5 separate regions of the Mus musculus genome follow, and all the other regions are linked to region 5. The links are chromatin contacts, called in public Hi-C and HiChIP or PLAC-seq maps. All regions are on one chromosome and are shown on one strand. The core of a region is the stretch at or near the end of the contact, and the rest is flanking DNA. Distances in the headings are between cores, read along the strand shown. Region 1 has its middle 24 kb from the start of Hhipl2. Region 2 overlaps Gm34068 (predicted gene, 34068). Region 3 has its middle 32 kb from the start of Gm33973. Region 4 has its middle 16 kb from the start of Gm34130. Region 5 has its middle 38 kb from the start of Gm39724.

Region 1 (2,700 bases), core at 73-2,572, 230 kb after region 5:
AGTGATATACACCCAAAGGTCACCCACATATTTAAGAAACAAAATTCTTTGCTTGGGAGCACTGTCTTCTAGGCACGACATGGTAATTACATGTCTGAGCTCACAGCCGTTGTGATGACCTACACCGGACAAGGCCATCAGCATCTTAGGAGGGAAGAGGGGCTCTAGAGACCCAACTCCTCTCTGAGGAGCTCTGAGCAGCTCATGGCTACTGGGGGAAGGGAAAACACTTTCTTCAGTGGTGTGACCAACACTAAGTTGCCTGTGTTCCAGTAAACAACCTTTCATCCTCTAAGCATCCTAGTGAAATGCACCGGGCCAACGGCAACAAAAAACAACATGAAAGTTGAAAGGGGGGAGTGGGTGTTAGGAAGAGGGAGGGGACCAGGTTGGATGGGGTGGGAACAAGAGAGAGTGAATATAGCAGATGCTTTAGATGTGTGTATGGAAATACAGTGAAACTATTATGTATAATTAATATATTATTATGTTACTATGTATAATTGATATATTCCTACCACCCTGCTGTGTCTTTAGCCCGCCATCTTTCTCCTCCCCTTTCTTTCTGTCAAATCTGTGCTATAATGATCGGGTATTTGACTCTCTCAAAATACCAGAACCTGCTCTGCCCCATTTTCCAGGAACATAGTTCTCAATATCGGGGAGACTCTTCTGCACCATTTCAACCTGCTATTCGGGGTCCTTTTTCTTGAGTCTTTTGCTCAGTCCCCAGGCAAGGAAGCAGAAACCATTATCCAGAAATAGCCTGATCACGTTAAATCTTTAAGTCTACTAAACGGTCGCAAGCTGGGGTCCCAGCATCAGCACTGACAGCGAAAACAGGGGCCTGGGTGACAAAGCCCTTCCCTCTGAACTGTCACCACAGAATACTGTCCCTGCTGGATCGCATTCTTAGGGCCGGTACGGCCAGCACCAGATGGCTCAGATTCACCTGTGAAGCCAGGCCTGCTGAGAGACTTCATCTACGTTTGTGTTTTGATCCTTTGGAATCTGCAACCAGAGCCCCTGGCAGCAAACGTCCTTCTCCGCCAGTTCAAGCAAGAAAATGTACCTGCCGTGGTCGTGCTTGCTTCACTAGGCTGCTGACTTATTTTAAGAACTAAATCTCTCCTGTTACTCTATTTTCCTCTCTCAGGAGGAGTGTGTGAGCTCCAAGACTGATTTGCAGCCAGGGCAGGCAATCTCTTATGTGGTGACCTAGCGCCACCTACTGACTACTCACTTAACTGCAGCCAAGAGGACAACGAGGTCCTCTTGTAAGGAAAGTTTTCTCCGAATTCTTCTCTACTTACTCACCAGACTTTGCCTGGCAGTCTTGTGCTGTGCCCTTTTTATCTTTAATGTAAACAAGCGACGACTGTGTCACCAACAAGGAAGCTGGGCGAGTTCTTCACTTGCCAGCCCTGCCCCACCCTTTCTCCTTAGCAGCTGTTGCTTACAAATGATGAACTCAAGGCAGAGAAGCCGATGTGGTCTCCAGGTGTCCCCAGCACAGACACGGAGAGAGGTGGCCCTCTTGTCTTTATTTAGCCTTCCTGACCATGGTCTCTGAACTTGGAGTACAAGAATATTCTCCCAGTACTCTGCTCTTCACGTGCAAGAAAGAGGTAGAAGGTGTTTTCCACGGTAGCCTCTCAACACTTACTCAAAATAGAAGTCTTATTTCTAATAGATGCAGATGTCTCTCTTATGCTCAGGCTCACACCAGGGGCAGCTTATAAAAGCAGATACCATACAAGCTTATACACATATGCAGGAAGTGCTGCTGATTGGCTGATTTGGGTCAAAGCTCATTTTGGCTAACTATACAGAGCAGTTCTAACTAACCTCTGTTGTGCTCAGTTTCCAAGAGCAAAGAATTTAAGAGAATATGCAATCAACTTGCACATAAGGAAGTTTCCTTATAATACTAGTAACAGCGCAAAATGGCAGGCTAGCCACGTAAGAGTTACTTAGGCTTAACGTTATACCTAGGCCTTAACATTCCATCTAGCCCTTCAGTTCTACCTAGTCCTTATCAGTTCAAATGCATCCTCTGGTCTCCACATGTATGGCACTGCTATCAAAGGAAATTTAAAAAATACATGATCATGAGAGAAAAAACAAAAGAGAATAGATAGGCTTCTGGACAGGCGGCCTCTACAGCCCTTGCTGATGCTCTGTCGCTGCATGAAGCCCGAGCTGGTTCAGCACTGCCAGCTCCAGACTTCCAGTGCCTTACAGATATGTAGAGACTGAGATTTCTTGACCTTGGCACCACTGGGTCAAAGCGGTCTGTGTTACTGTGAAGCTGTCTGCTCACCACAAGCATCTAACAGTACCCCTATCTTTTGCTGAGGAAATGCCAGTCGCAACCCCAACCCCCGACTCCATCCTGTTACAACTATCAAAGTGTCTGCAGGTATTGCCATTGTTTCCCTGGGCTGGGAGGTGCAAAACCACCCCTGATTGAAAACCCTGGGTCTGGAGCTCAGGTTCCCAAGCTTGAATGTAAAATGATCCCCATAGTCTCGTGTATTTAAACGTTTGGTCCCAGTAGGTGGCGCTGTTTGGGGATATATATATATCAGGAGGATTCTGCATGGGTGAATAACGCTGCCCCCAGAAGACGTAAGTTATAAATAATGATCTCAGAGCCAGGCAGGCAATCCCTCCCTGTGAGTTATGGTTAAGGGGGCC
Region 2 (2,700 bases), core at 150-2,649, 140 kb before region 5:
CTGAACTCATATTTTATTCTTGATTCTACCTTTATTACATCTTCTGGCAAAACAACTAAAACTATCCCCTTAAACATTCTTCCTAAAATCATTAGACTCAAATCAGGAAGTAATCAATTCATCTAAGGAGCATTAATTCATGAAAGTTCATCTTCATGCTGATCTGCAGGGTCGAATTTGCTCAATAGGGTGGGCTGATGCCCAGGAAGAAAGTTTTATCAGAAGTAAAAAGCCATCCTGGGACGTTTCTGGGGCTGGGCCTCTCCAGACTGTACCCGTCATATCCATGTAAAATGGTGGGCTGTCTCCAGGAAACTCACTTGCTTCCCACATGGCCTTTCCTAGGTGGCTTCTGTCAATACACAAATAGACATACTACATAAACTATGTACATATACCCACCTCAAATACAAATATACATACACATATACATACCAGGCAAACTTGACGTATACACACCTCAAAAACACATACTAAACACTATGCACATATACCACACAGTCATCCAGAAAGCATTTCTTAGAGGAATGGGGAAAGGGACCCCCCATGGAACATCTTTTGTTCAGCCCATTACCTTCATGATGATTGATCCCAAAGGCTCACCTCTGCCTCATCATTAACTAGCTCCTTGAGCATGGGGAAAACTCACTGTCTCCTTTGGTTCTCATTTCTGTAACTGTTAGGAAACCACATGAATTAATGGCTTTTGCCCAATCTATCAGCTCACAATTCTTTAACAGGTATAAATCTGGACCGATGAGATCCAAGCTATGGACCATTTTGACCATTGCTTCCCAAACTGTGCTGACCTGAGGCTGCTCGGATGCCATAACTAAATCTGACCGCAAGTTCAATTTAATGTTTACAAGGCACACAAAGCTAGAAAGCAGCTTTTCATTCGTTTGTGTGGTGGTGTGAACACGTTGGTCTGGTGATTTCTGAATAATAGTTTTAGGGGAAGACTTATTGAGAAAGAACAAAAGTGTAGGTACTCCTTGCTGCCACTGGGCAAAGGGACACAAAATAAAAAGAGTAGAGACAAAGAAAAAGATACTGAAAAGTCCATTGGGTAGACCTTACTTGACAGAATCAACAAAACCCTGATAGAGTTTGGCCTGAGTCTTAAGTAACTCCAGATATATACCAAATGCCAGGTAATGTTGAGAAAGACATTTCTCCAGCCTGTAATTTGATATCAGTCTAAAAATGATGGAGTTAGATTTGACCACTTGCAAACACCTCACCATTGCTAAAATCACCGCTTTTCTGACAGAAAGTTATGTAGGCTGTTCAGTCTACTATCAACTGTGCATTCACAATTCTCAAACAGTAACCTCAGCCCCAGGGAGTGCTACTAAGCATTTGTGTACATAGGAAAGTAAGAATTCTTTTTATGTTTACTCAGGCTACAACATAAATGTAGATGGCTCTTGCCTGCCCCTGCAGAAGGCACTGTGTGATCAGATGCCCTGTACATGTTCAAGGTCACAGAAATCATTGTTGCCATTGCTTTGGGCTAAGGCTGCTTAGAGAATCAGGGTTAGTTTAGTCTATCAGACGCTGCCCTGCTGGTATTAACAACACATCCAGTGTTCTTCATATACTTGTGCCCATATGGAACTAGCTTATCTCAGATCTTGTCTGCATCTGAAGCAAGACATTTGTGAGCCAACAGACAAGCAGTCGGTGATCTTATCCCAGACCCAGACTTGCAGGTTGAGTTTAAATAAACAGGCAAACAAGCTAGGGAAAATATCCCTGAACACACAAGAGGAAAGCCATGTAGCTCATCAGCAAAAGTAAGCTTGCAACATCAGCCTCATTAGCACGGCCCAAAAAACAGGAGACGTCAAGTTACTGGATGGCAAGGATGTGATAAGAAACTTGATAATGCCCATCTGCTGCTGGGGTCAGGTCTGCCTCAAGCAGGAACCTGGCAATGCGCACATGCACGGAGGGCTTCGTGTGTGATGAGTGCTCATGTGTGTTTAAAGGAGCTGTGGGTGGGACAGTTAATATAGGGCTTTTCCATCCAGGAAATCTATATCCATTCCAAAGCCTGGACTTATTAAAATCTTGAAGTCTCTCACATCTGTTACAAGGCATGTATCATAGTTTAGGCACACTACTGGGTGCCGAGAGCTGGGTCTGAGGTTACAGGCTCTCTCATTGCCAACCCAGAGATCGTTATTATTGGCAGCCTTCGGGGCTTAAGAAGCATGATTCTAAGAAGAGCCCTCATGCTGGAAGGCTGTGAGCTGGCCAGCTGTGGTGGTCCCAACAGTGGATACCCCAAACCTCTCGGCTCAGTGTAACCAGAGCTCCTGTGAAAGAAGCTGCCCCCTGAGGTTTTTCAACAGCTTTAAAATTCCCCTAATAACTCATTCATAGTTCCTATTCCCTGGACCACCACCATGTCGATGGAAACTGAGTTGGGTCCAAACAGGATGAACTAAGCTTCTGTCCAAGCAAAAAACGTTATCCCAGGGCTGAAGGGCTTTAAATGGACCACGGATAATGTTTTATTGCCCCAGCACCAGGGTGAACTCAGCCCCCCACACTTAGCCTCACCTTTCACAATGTTATTTTTAGAATTCTCATTACACCCAGCTTAAACTCTAAAAATATGGTTCCCAGGAATAGCAGAACCTAGTTTTAATTGTGCAAAGAGAAACAAGTGCCTGTAGTCTCTGATTACAT
Region 3 (2,700 bases), core at 48-2,547, 150 kb after region 5:
TCTTGCCTATATGGGAACCTCTCTCCCTCTGCCCTCTTTCTGCATCCTTGGGGCCCCTATTCTGTTCTCAGCTCCTCTGCCGTATCCAACGTTGGATGCCAGAGACTGAGAACCTGGTACTGGGAGCTGCCCCTTGTCCAACCTCTGCCATGTGAGGTCAGTGGCTTCACACAGCCAGATAGATGCCCACCCAGGTGGTGTGGAAAGCGTCCGGCAGTCCTCCTGTGTCCACCCACCCAGAGCACAGGAACTCTAGTTTGACGCAGGCTCTCTCCCACCCCCCCTCTTCCCCTACACCCACAGCCCCACATAGAACAGTCACCCACCCAGGCAGGAATCTCTGGAGCAGCCCTTGGGTTTTGAAAAGCTGGCACCAGTCAGTGCACTTGCCTTGCGTTCCTCTCCTTCCTCACCCCACTTCCCACTCTCCCTTCCCCATGGCTGCCTGAGATTGTGCCCTCAGGTATTCATACATACAGTTTTACCTCAGGCTCCATTTTCATGGCATACAGCCGACACACTTCAGAATCATGACCTATCTTCCTTTGCCTTCATTTCTACTTTCAACCCTGTGAGCAGCACTTATTTCCTTCTGCCTTGTGCTTGTGTTGGGGCTACTTCTGATGGGTCCGCCCACACCAACTGCTGTGCACTGGTAAGCACTCAGTAATGCTTTAATTTAATGGACCTGGGTGTGTCCCATTATATTCAAATCAATAAATAGAAAACAAATCATTCTAATGATCAAAATGTATTTGACCCATCAGGTTCCATGACATAGAGATAGATAGATAGATAGATAGATAGATAGATAGATAGATAGACAGACAGACAGACAGACAGACAGATAGATAGCACCACCAAAGCTCAACTCGGATTTTTCCCTTTCCCATGAATATTAATACAAAGTAGATATTTTCACTCTGCCATATCTCAGAGCAAATAGAAATCTGAATACTTATAATTCCTGAGGGAATACAAAAGACAAAGGGAAGCAGTAGCTGGTAGGGTACCCAGGAGTGTGGCCTGCAGTTTCAAAGCCTAAACAAAATAGAGGAGTTACCACCTACTGGTCACCGTCACAACAAACTCCTCTGTGAACAGTTTACTTCCAGGCCTTTCTAGACACATCATATTGTCATAAATCACGGTGACACTACTGAATCTGCTTAGACTCACAATCCATCAGCACAATGATAACAGAAGGGAGCATGCTGCAAAAGCCAATGCATTATTGATGCCCTCTGTAATGAATGCCCATTCAGTAATTACAGTCCCTCCTACTGAAAACGCAGGAGCAAGTGTGTGACGGGAATGAAAATGCTCTTCTCTGCAGAAATCAGTCCAAGCATCTTCTGATCTGAATGCACTGTGACCGTGCTGTTGGGGACACTCACCTAATGTTATTAGAAGCGCTGTCACCGTGACATACTGTGGTTTTCTGATTATTCTTACTCTTTCCCTGTGATCTACATCTTAGACCTCCACCACCAAGTCATGGCCATTGATAATCTCAATTGTCAGGTTGATAAGACTGGCCTCTGGGTGTGCCTGTTCGAGATTATCTTAGTAGATTGAGGGGTAAATACCTGACCACTGTGGGTGTCAATCCGAGACCTTGTAACCACAGAAAGAGGAAAATGAACTGAGCACATGCCGCCATTGTCCTCGGCTTCCTGACTAGTGCAGTCTTCTTCGCCTGCTGCTGTGCCTTCTCTGCTTGCTGGCACGTGTTCCCACTATCATGCACCGTTTCCCTCTGGAACTGTGAGTGGAGAGCAATGCTCTCTCCCTTAAGATGTTTTTTCCAGGGTATTTTATCACAGCAACAAGAACATAACTAATACAACTTCCCAGGTGCTGCCCACATCCCTGCATGGAGGGGGGAGGGGCATAGAGAGAGCCACAGCAGAAGAAAAACTGTTGGGCAAGAGCCAAGTTGCTTATCTAACTGGGAGCAGCCCCACCCCCACCCTGCCCCAAATGCCCACAAGACCCTCCACTACATGTGGTCAATTCTATGCATGATATATATACATATATGTACATATATGCATACACACACACAGAATATATATATATATATATATATATATATATATATATATATATATACATATGCATATACATATATATACATAAAGTTCTAGAAAGATCTTCCCACCTGTAAGGTATCTTCATTCTGTGTGGTTTGACCCTGCCTGACCACCCAAGGGGAGTCACATATACAAGTAAAATAGAAAAAAGGGAGGGGGCATATATGCACGGATGACTCCTACCTATTTGTCCTTAAAGTGCTTGTACAGTGGATATATTTGTTAACATATTTGCATTTCTTACTTTATCTCGTTACACAAGTTTTGTAGCGGATCTGCGCTGCCTGAGTCCACACCAATTTATTCTGACAAGAGAAGCTGCTGGAACACGCTATTAGTAATGGAAAAATTGTATCTGGCCTGCAGAGGGATAATCAGGTTTTAAGAGTTAAAAAGATGAAAGAGTCCCACATCAGGACCCAGGACAACAAGAGCTCTGGTTCCCAAGGACTGTTCAGTCTCTGTCACAGGCTTCAGTGTCTTGTGTCCCTAAAACCAGTCAAGATAATACTTCATACTTTTTTTTTGTTTTGGTTGCCTTTTCCAGCTTTGAAATAAAATGCTATTTGCACTTTAAAAAAAAAAAAATCTAAGCCCTGCAGAA
Region 4 (2,700 bases), core at 109-2,608, 250 kb before region 5:
TACCTATCTATCTATCTATCTATCTATCTATCTATCTATCTATCTACCTATCGTTTTTCTTTGTGTCAACCTATTGATACTTCATATATCTATGATTTTCTATCTATCATCTGTGCATCTATGATCTATCTATCTGTCTGTCTGTCTGTGTCTCTGTCTGTTTTCTCTTTGTTCATGGGCTGCTGTATTAGCCCAATTGCTGAAGATTCCTGTTGCCAAGTTTGACATTCTGAATTTGAATTTCTGGACTGATATGGTGGAAGAAGAGAATCCACTCCCAGAGGTGTTCTCTGACTCTGCACGCACGCACACACACACACACACACACACACACACACACACTCCATATAACTCCAAGTATCTCTCTATCCCTTTATAAGCAGAACCAGCATAAGAACCAGTCTGAAGGGCTCCTGGTACAGCTCATTTGAAATTTGTTCCAAACTCAACATTTTCTGGAATTGAACTTAAATAGATATGTGTGTGTGTGTGTGTGTGTGTGTGTGTGTGTGTGTGTGTGTGTGTTAGACATTTACTTTTTGCAGGGCTGAAGATAAAACCCATGGTATTCTCTATCCTATGCAGACCCTCTACCATAGAATTGTATTTTCAACCTAACAATATTTATGTCCAAGGAATGTTATGAAAATTTAACTAAGAGCACACCACCTTTAAACAGTGATAGGCCACAGAGACATCTGGAGAGGGCCTAGTGATGTCCTTCCTTACCTGGAAGATATAGAAATCCGATGAGAACTAAGGAACTTTGTCCACTCTTAGGCTTTATTGTTATTATGGAAGCCAGAATAATCTAAACTACCATTTTGTCACTCTGAGTGTTTCTCAGGAGAGGTGTCTTAGTGGAATAGCTGTACTGTATCCATTATGGGGAAGGGAACATCATGATGTCCAGATAAGTGTTTTCAATAGGTAAGTGTTATCTATATATGGCTGGATGGACCATTTCATAGAAAATGTGACAATTTATGCTCCACACAACTCCAAGCATCTCCTTATCTTTCTCTATGTAGAATCAGCACAAGAAACAGGGTGAATGTTTCCCAAGCTGACTCATTTAAAACTTGTTTCAAATTCAACATTCTCTGCAATTGAACTTCATTAAATAGAACTCACGTTTAATTGGAACATAGTTGCCAATTAAGAGCCAAGAATCCATAGAATTGACTGCTCTTTAAATATAGGTTATCTCAGCAAGCTAATAGTTCTTTTATGGTGATTCCATACTGAGCAGACATTAAATTGTGGCTCAAATAACAGAACAAACAAACAGTGTGTGGGCCTCTGAGTATTATTGTGATTATGCTATATGAGTAATAAGTCATATTTGAGAACATTAGTCATGACTGGCTCTGAGTATTTCCTAAGCAGTCGGTCTGGGAGCCAGGATAAACAAGCCCTGGTATGTTTTCTGTCTTTTGCATTTGCTCATACACAAGGACTATGGGAAAATTATTGCATCCCTGGATGTTTGAGCTGCTCACGTACATATGTTTGCTGCTTTTGTTATTTAGAAGTCTGGGGTGTATATGGAGGTCTAAAACCCAGTGTGAATCTCAACTAATTTTTTTCAGGCAGAAACATGAAGACCTTCATGGGTACGGCTGCAAAATGATTGGCACAAGGTTTGGAACAAGAGGTAAGAGAGCCGTGTTTTCTCCTTCTTTGTTTAGGTGTATGCTGTTGAAGTATTTTCATAAGGGTCTAGAGATGATTCAGTGGTTAAAAGCATCAGCTGGTCTCCCAGAGGACGCAGGTTCAATTCCCAGTTTCTCACATGGTGGCTCATAACCATCTGTAACTCCAGTTCTAGGGCACACATACACAGACACACATGTAAGCAAAACACTCATACATATATGGAAAGAAAACACTTTCAACTTTTTAAAGATGGGAAAAATAACAAGAGAAAATATAAGGCAAGGAAAAAACCCTTCTCATACACATAAAATTAAATCAAACTAATTAGATAAATGAATAGAGAGACTGTTTAGGTGAGGGAGAACCTGGCAGAATCATTTTTTTTTATGGAAAGTTCTAGGATAACTCAGTGAGAGTAAAATAAACAGGTGAAGAAATTCAGGTAGAAGATGAAAGAATCTCAAGGAAAAGTGGGCAGTAGGAGAAAGGCCACACTCCAGATACAGACCCAAGGTAGAAATAATAGGACTGATTGTCCCATTGCTTGTGCAGAAGGAGGGTTGATCCCAGCGTTGAGGCTGATCATGATGCCAGGAAGGTGGCGGCGCTAACTGGAATGGAGGATCAGAGCACAAGGATCCAGTTTTGGAGAGTTGATTTTGTTCTAGACTCACCGTGTTTGAAGTTCTTTATAGGTTAGCTCAAGCTAATAGACAGACGTATCCCATAAAAGTGTGGCTCTGACACATAAGCTGTATGGCACAGCAGAGGTTTTGATTTGGGAGTCATTTAAGGCCCATATTGCAATGGGTGGCCCCCAATTCAACAGAAATCTCCTAAACCTCTTTATCAAATGTAAAATTACTTTACTTTCTAATGGGATCTCCTCAAGTCCCTGGAGAAAGGGACATCACATTGTCCTTTTCTTCTATATGTTTTAAAAATTAACTAAAATCTAAGATTGACCTTCTGATTAACAGAACGTGAGCCTCCTCAAATGCCCACATCCCAATCTATAGAAGTTGTGAACATGTATGCTTA
Region 5 (2,700 bases), core at 61-2,560:
AGGTCCACTGGAACAATTAACAAACGAGAAGACCCATGAAACAGAACCATGATAAAACATGAAGCTCTCTGAGCTGAGCCACGCCCTCTGAAACATAGGAAACAAAGAGGTCCAGAGTTCTTCAATCCAGTCTCTTTAAACTGTGTCTTATCATGTAAACTACTGGCCCCAGATGCAAAGAAATAAATATCCTATATTTTCACTGACTAACAACAGTCACTCTGTCTTTAAAAAAGATGGCTATGAATAGTTTTTTTCTAAATCGTATGTAAAGTTCAGTAAGAGAGCCCACCAGTCGGTCCCTTCCCGTAGCTTGCACTGGGGACTCTGGCACTAAGTAGGACAGTTTTCTTTTCCCACGTGGGCAGTGCAGGGGATCAAGCCCGGGGCTTCCTGCACACTAGGTGCATTCTAACTCCCAGTGAGCCACTCCCCCAGCCCTTAAAAAGGATTCCCGAAGTCTCAGTCTTCCTAGCATTCTGACCCTTTAGTACAGGTCCTCGTGTTGTAGTGACCCCTAACCACTACTTCATAGCTATAATTTTGCTACTGTTAGGGATCGTAATGTAAATACCTGGTATGCAGGATATCTGATACGCAACCCCTGTGAAATGGGTCACTACCCACATACTGAGAGTGGCTGCTCTAGCTCAATCTCCTACCTTGCATGCTGCCCAGCCACCGAAGCTAAGCAGATGAGCACTGGAGTGACTTAAGCTTCTCAAGGTCTTTTCCTGTCCTTGACTCCGCAGCAGCTCTCACTTCTGACTCCTCATCCACTCAAGAACAACCCACGCCCTAGGGGGTCTCAAACTGCCACCTCCTTTGGTTTGAAATTGATTAGAGAGAGAGAGAGAGAGAGAGAGCGCGCGCGCACATGTCGTTGTTAGGATATCGCAGAGGCTTACTTAAGCCCTGATGAAGTCTGTGATAAGATGTGGCCACTTGACTCAAGGTGGACAAAACCTTAACAGTAATATTCCAGAGAAACAGCAATTCACGTTTTCTCTGGGTCAGCAGGATGGGAGCCATTTGGTCTTCCCGAGGGCCAGCACACGGGGCGATATCCATCTGTTATCAAGACACAATTTCTGAGCAGAATTAGTCTGCAAACCAGCTCGGCCCTTACTAGATGCCTCTGAGTACAAACCTGAGGGTGATTCATCTTTTCAAACCAGAGGGTGACTGAGGAAAACGGTACATTGCTTTAATTTCACTTTCGTGCTGGGGGAGGGGCGCGCCTCTCTGCTGCTCCTGAATGGGCACCCATTCAGCACCGAATGAGCCAAGCCAGCCTAGCCGGAGGGAAGCTGAACAGGCAGCTTCCTCTATGAACAGCTGTTTCACTGGCTGATTACAGTCAGCAAATCTTCTTGCTGTGTCAGGGCCTGCCTGGGACGGCAACCTGAGATGCAAAGACATTCCCAAGGCAGGTGGAACTTCTAAAACCAACAGGAAGCCAAAAGAAACTTAGAAATTCAAGTCCCCAGGTGGCACAAACTCATCGCATAGCACAAACTGGTCTCCTCCCTGTGTCAGAGAGTCAGACACCTGGAAAAACACTAATTATCCTTCGCTGTCAGCGTCATCATCAAAGTCACAGCACTACCCAAGGGTATTAATCAGACTCCCACCTGCATTCAGAGCGGCAGCACCCGGTGTAGAACAAAGGGGTGTGTGTGTGTGTGTGCGCGCACCATGTGTACATATGGAGGCCAGGGGCCGATTCCAAGTGTCACTGGGCCCATATCTACCTTGTTTTTTGAGACAGGATCTCTCATTGATGTACACCCTGGGTGGCCCCTGGATCTGCCTGCCTCTGCCTCCTCAGCTCCGAAATTACAAGCAAATGCCATCTCACCTGGCTTTCTTTAATTGGTTGGGTTCTGGGGCTTGGATTAGGTCTTCATGTTTGCAGAGCAAGCACTTCAACCACTGAACCCTCTCCCAAGCCCTCCCTGGGATTGGTTACTCTGTGGGAGTTAGTGGTGCCTACGTGAGCAATCAAGCACCTGACCACGTGACTCACTGCACTGGAGATAGTGTCCACGTAGTCACTGTCATTTGCTTCTCATACTAATATGCACATGATACCTAAGCCAAAGAGGATCCCAAAGATGAAAAATGTCACTGGTTACGAATACATAAGCTTTATTCTTATTTGTGAAACAGTAATCAAAGATGGAGCGAATCAAGACAGCATTGACCATAGCCTCAGAAATATTCTGCAGTCTGTGTGCAGCAGCAGGGTCTGTGCTCAGACACCGTGAAATGTTTGACTTTCCCAGGCACACTAAACCAAGTCACAGGGGTTATAAGCACATGTCCCTGATGGCAAAGGGACAGGGGACAGTCAGTGGGAAATGAAACGGAAACAGTGGGCATGGTGGCATAGATCTGTAATCTCAGCATTCAGGTGGATGGTGATATTCAAAGCCAGATTGGGTCACACACATATATATATCACTGTCTCAGAAAGATAGATAGGTAGGTAGGTAGGTAGATAGATAGATAGATAGATAGATAGATAGATAGATAGATATCAGAAAGCAATACATTAGTAAATAAAAAAATCAAAATGCACAGCTCCATTGAATCTTAAGTGTGAGGAAATTATATCTGGAGGAGTATATGAGTGTGATATGTAGGTGTATGTCTATATGTATTCCTGTCTGCATGCTTACCTATGTCTATCCAGAG

What was found. A called contact is a pair of places that touch in the nucleus more often than the background predicts. HiChIP or PLAC-seq counts read pairs in DNA pulled down with a chosen protein or histone mark.
Region 1: a contact with region 5 is called in a FOXA1 HiChIP or PLAC-seq map of pancreatic cancer cells. The contact joins two enhancer-like sites. A contact is called at or near these places in 5 of 15 datasets of contacts at CTCF or cohesin (the NIH/3T3 cell line, large pre-B cells, pro-B cells and 1 more), 62 of 484 Hi-C or Micro-C datasets (the AtT-20 cell line, B cells, the C10 cell line and 36 more) and 7 of 115 datasets of contacts at active chromatin or transcription factors (SST interneurons, VIP interneurons, a beta-TC-6 cell line and 4 more).
Region 2: a contact with region 5 is called in a FOXA1 HiChIP or PLAC-seq map of pancreatic cancer cells. The contact joins two enhancer-like sites. A contact is called at or near these places in 3 of 484 Hi-C or Micro-C datasets (group 2 innate lymphoid cells, pancreatic cancer cells and ventricular fibroblasts) and 1 of 115 datasets of contacts at active chromatin or transcription factors (pancreatic cancer cells).
Region 3: a Hi-C map of the N1E-115 cell line shows a contact between it and region 5, with 2.6 times the contacts expected there. The contact joins two enhancer-like sites. A contact is called at or near these places in 2 of 484 Hi-C or Micro-C datasets (the N1E-115 cell line and nephron progenitors).
Region 4: a contact with region 5 is called in a FOXA1 HiChIP or PLAC-seq map of pancreatic cancer cells. The contact joins two enhancer-like sites. A contact is called at or near these places in 1 of 15 datasets of contacts at CTCF or cohesin (the NIH/3T3 cell line), 3 of 484 Hi-C or Micro-C datasets (adipose-derived mesenchymal stem cells and embryonic fibroblasts) and 3 of 115 datasets of contacts at active chromatin or transcription factors (the NIH/3T3 cell line, bone marrow-derived macrophages and pancreatic cancer cells).

What each region holds. Positions count from the first base shown.
Region 1 is chr1:183,440,818-183,443,517 of GRCm38.p6, reverse strand. No RefSeq gene overlaps it. Among named protein-coding and RNA genes, the nearest start is that of Hhipl2, 24 kb to the right of the region's middle. Within about 2 kb of position 1,322, at least 48 of the 459 cell types and tissues checked have an H3K27ac peak or open chromatin away from gene starts, as enhancers often do. A contact at or near this core is called in the HL-1 cell line, SST interneurons, VIP interneurons and 3 more, where this site is marked.
Region 2 is chr1:183,807,065-183,809,764 of GRCm38.p6, reverse strand. Gm34068 (predicted gene, 34068) reads right to left here. Exons shown (of 3, transcript NR_151520.1): 3 at 19-352. Among named protein-coding and RNA genes, the nearest start is that of Gm34068, 59 kb to the right of the region's middle. Within about 2 kb of position 1,399, at least 6 of the 459 cell types and tissues checked have an H3K27ac peak or open chromatin away from gene starts, as enhancers often do. A contact at or near this core is called in pancreatic cancer cells, where this site is marked.
Region 3 is chr1:183,520,293-183,522,992 of GRCm38.p6, reverse strand. No RefSeq gene overlaps it. Among named protein-coding and RNA genes, the nearest start is that of Gm33973, 32 kb to the left of the region's middle. Within about 2 kb of position 1,297, at least 23 of the 459 cell types and tissues checked have an H3K27ac peak or open chromatin away from gene starts, as enhancers often do. A contact at or near this core is called in the N1E-115 cell line, where this site is marked.
Region 4 is chr1:183,920,134-183,922,833 of GRCm38.p6, reverse strand. No RefSeq gene overlaps it. Among named protein-coding and RNA genes, the nearest start is that of Gm34130, 16 kb to the left of the region's middle. Within about 2 kb of position 1,358, at least 43 of the 459 cell types and tissues checked have an H3K27ac peak or open chromatin away from gene starts, as enhancers often do. A contact at or near this core is called in pancreatic cancer cells, where this site is marked.
Region 5 is chr1:183,668,396-183,671,095 of GRCm38.p6, reverse strand. No RefSeq gene overlaps it. Among named protein-coding and RNA genes, the nearest start is that of Gm39724, 38 kb to the right of the region's middle. Within about 2 kb of position 1,310, at least 67 of the 459 cell types and tissues checked have an H3K27ac peak or open chromatin away from gene starts, as enhancers often do. A contact at or near this core is called in the HL-1 cell line, the N1E-115 cell line, SST interneurons and 4 more, where this site is marked.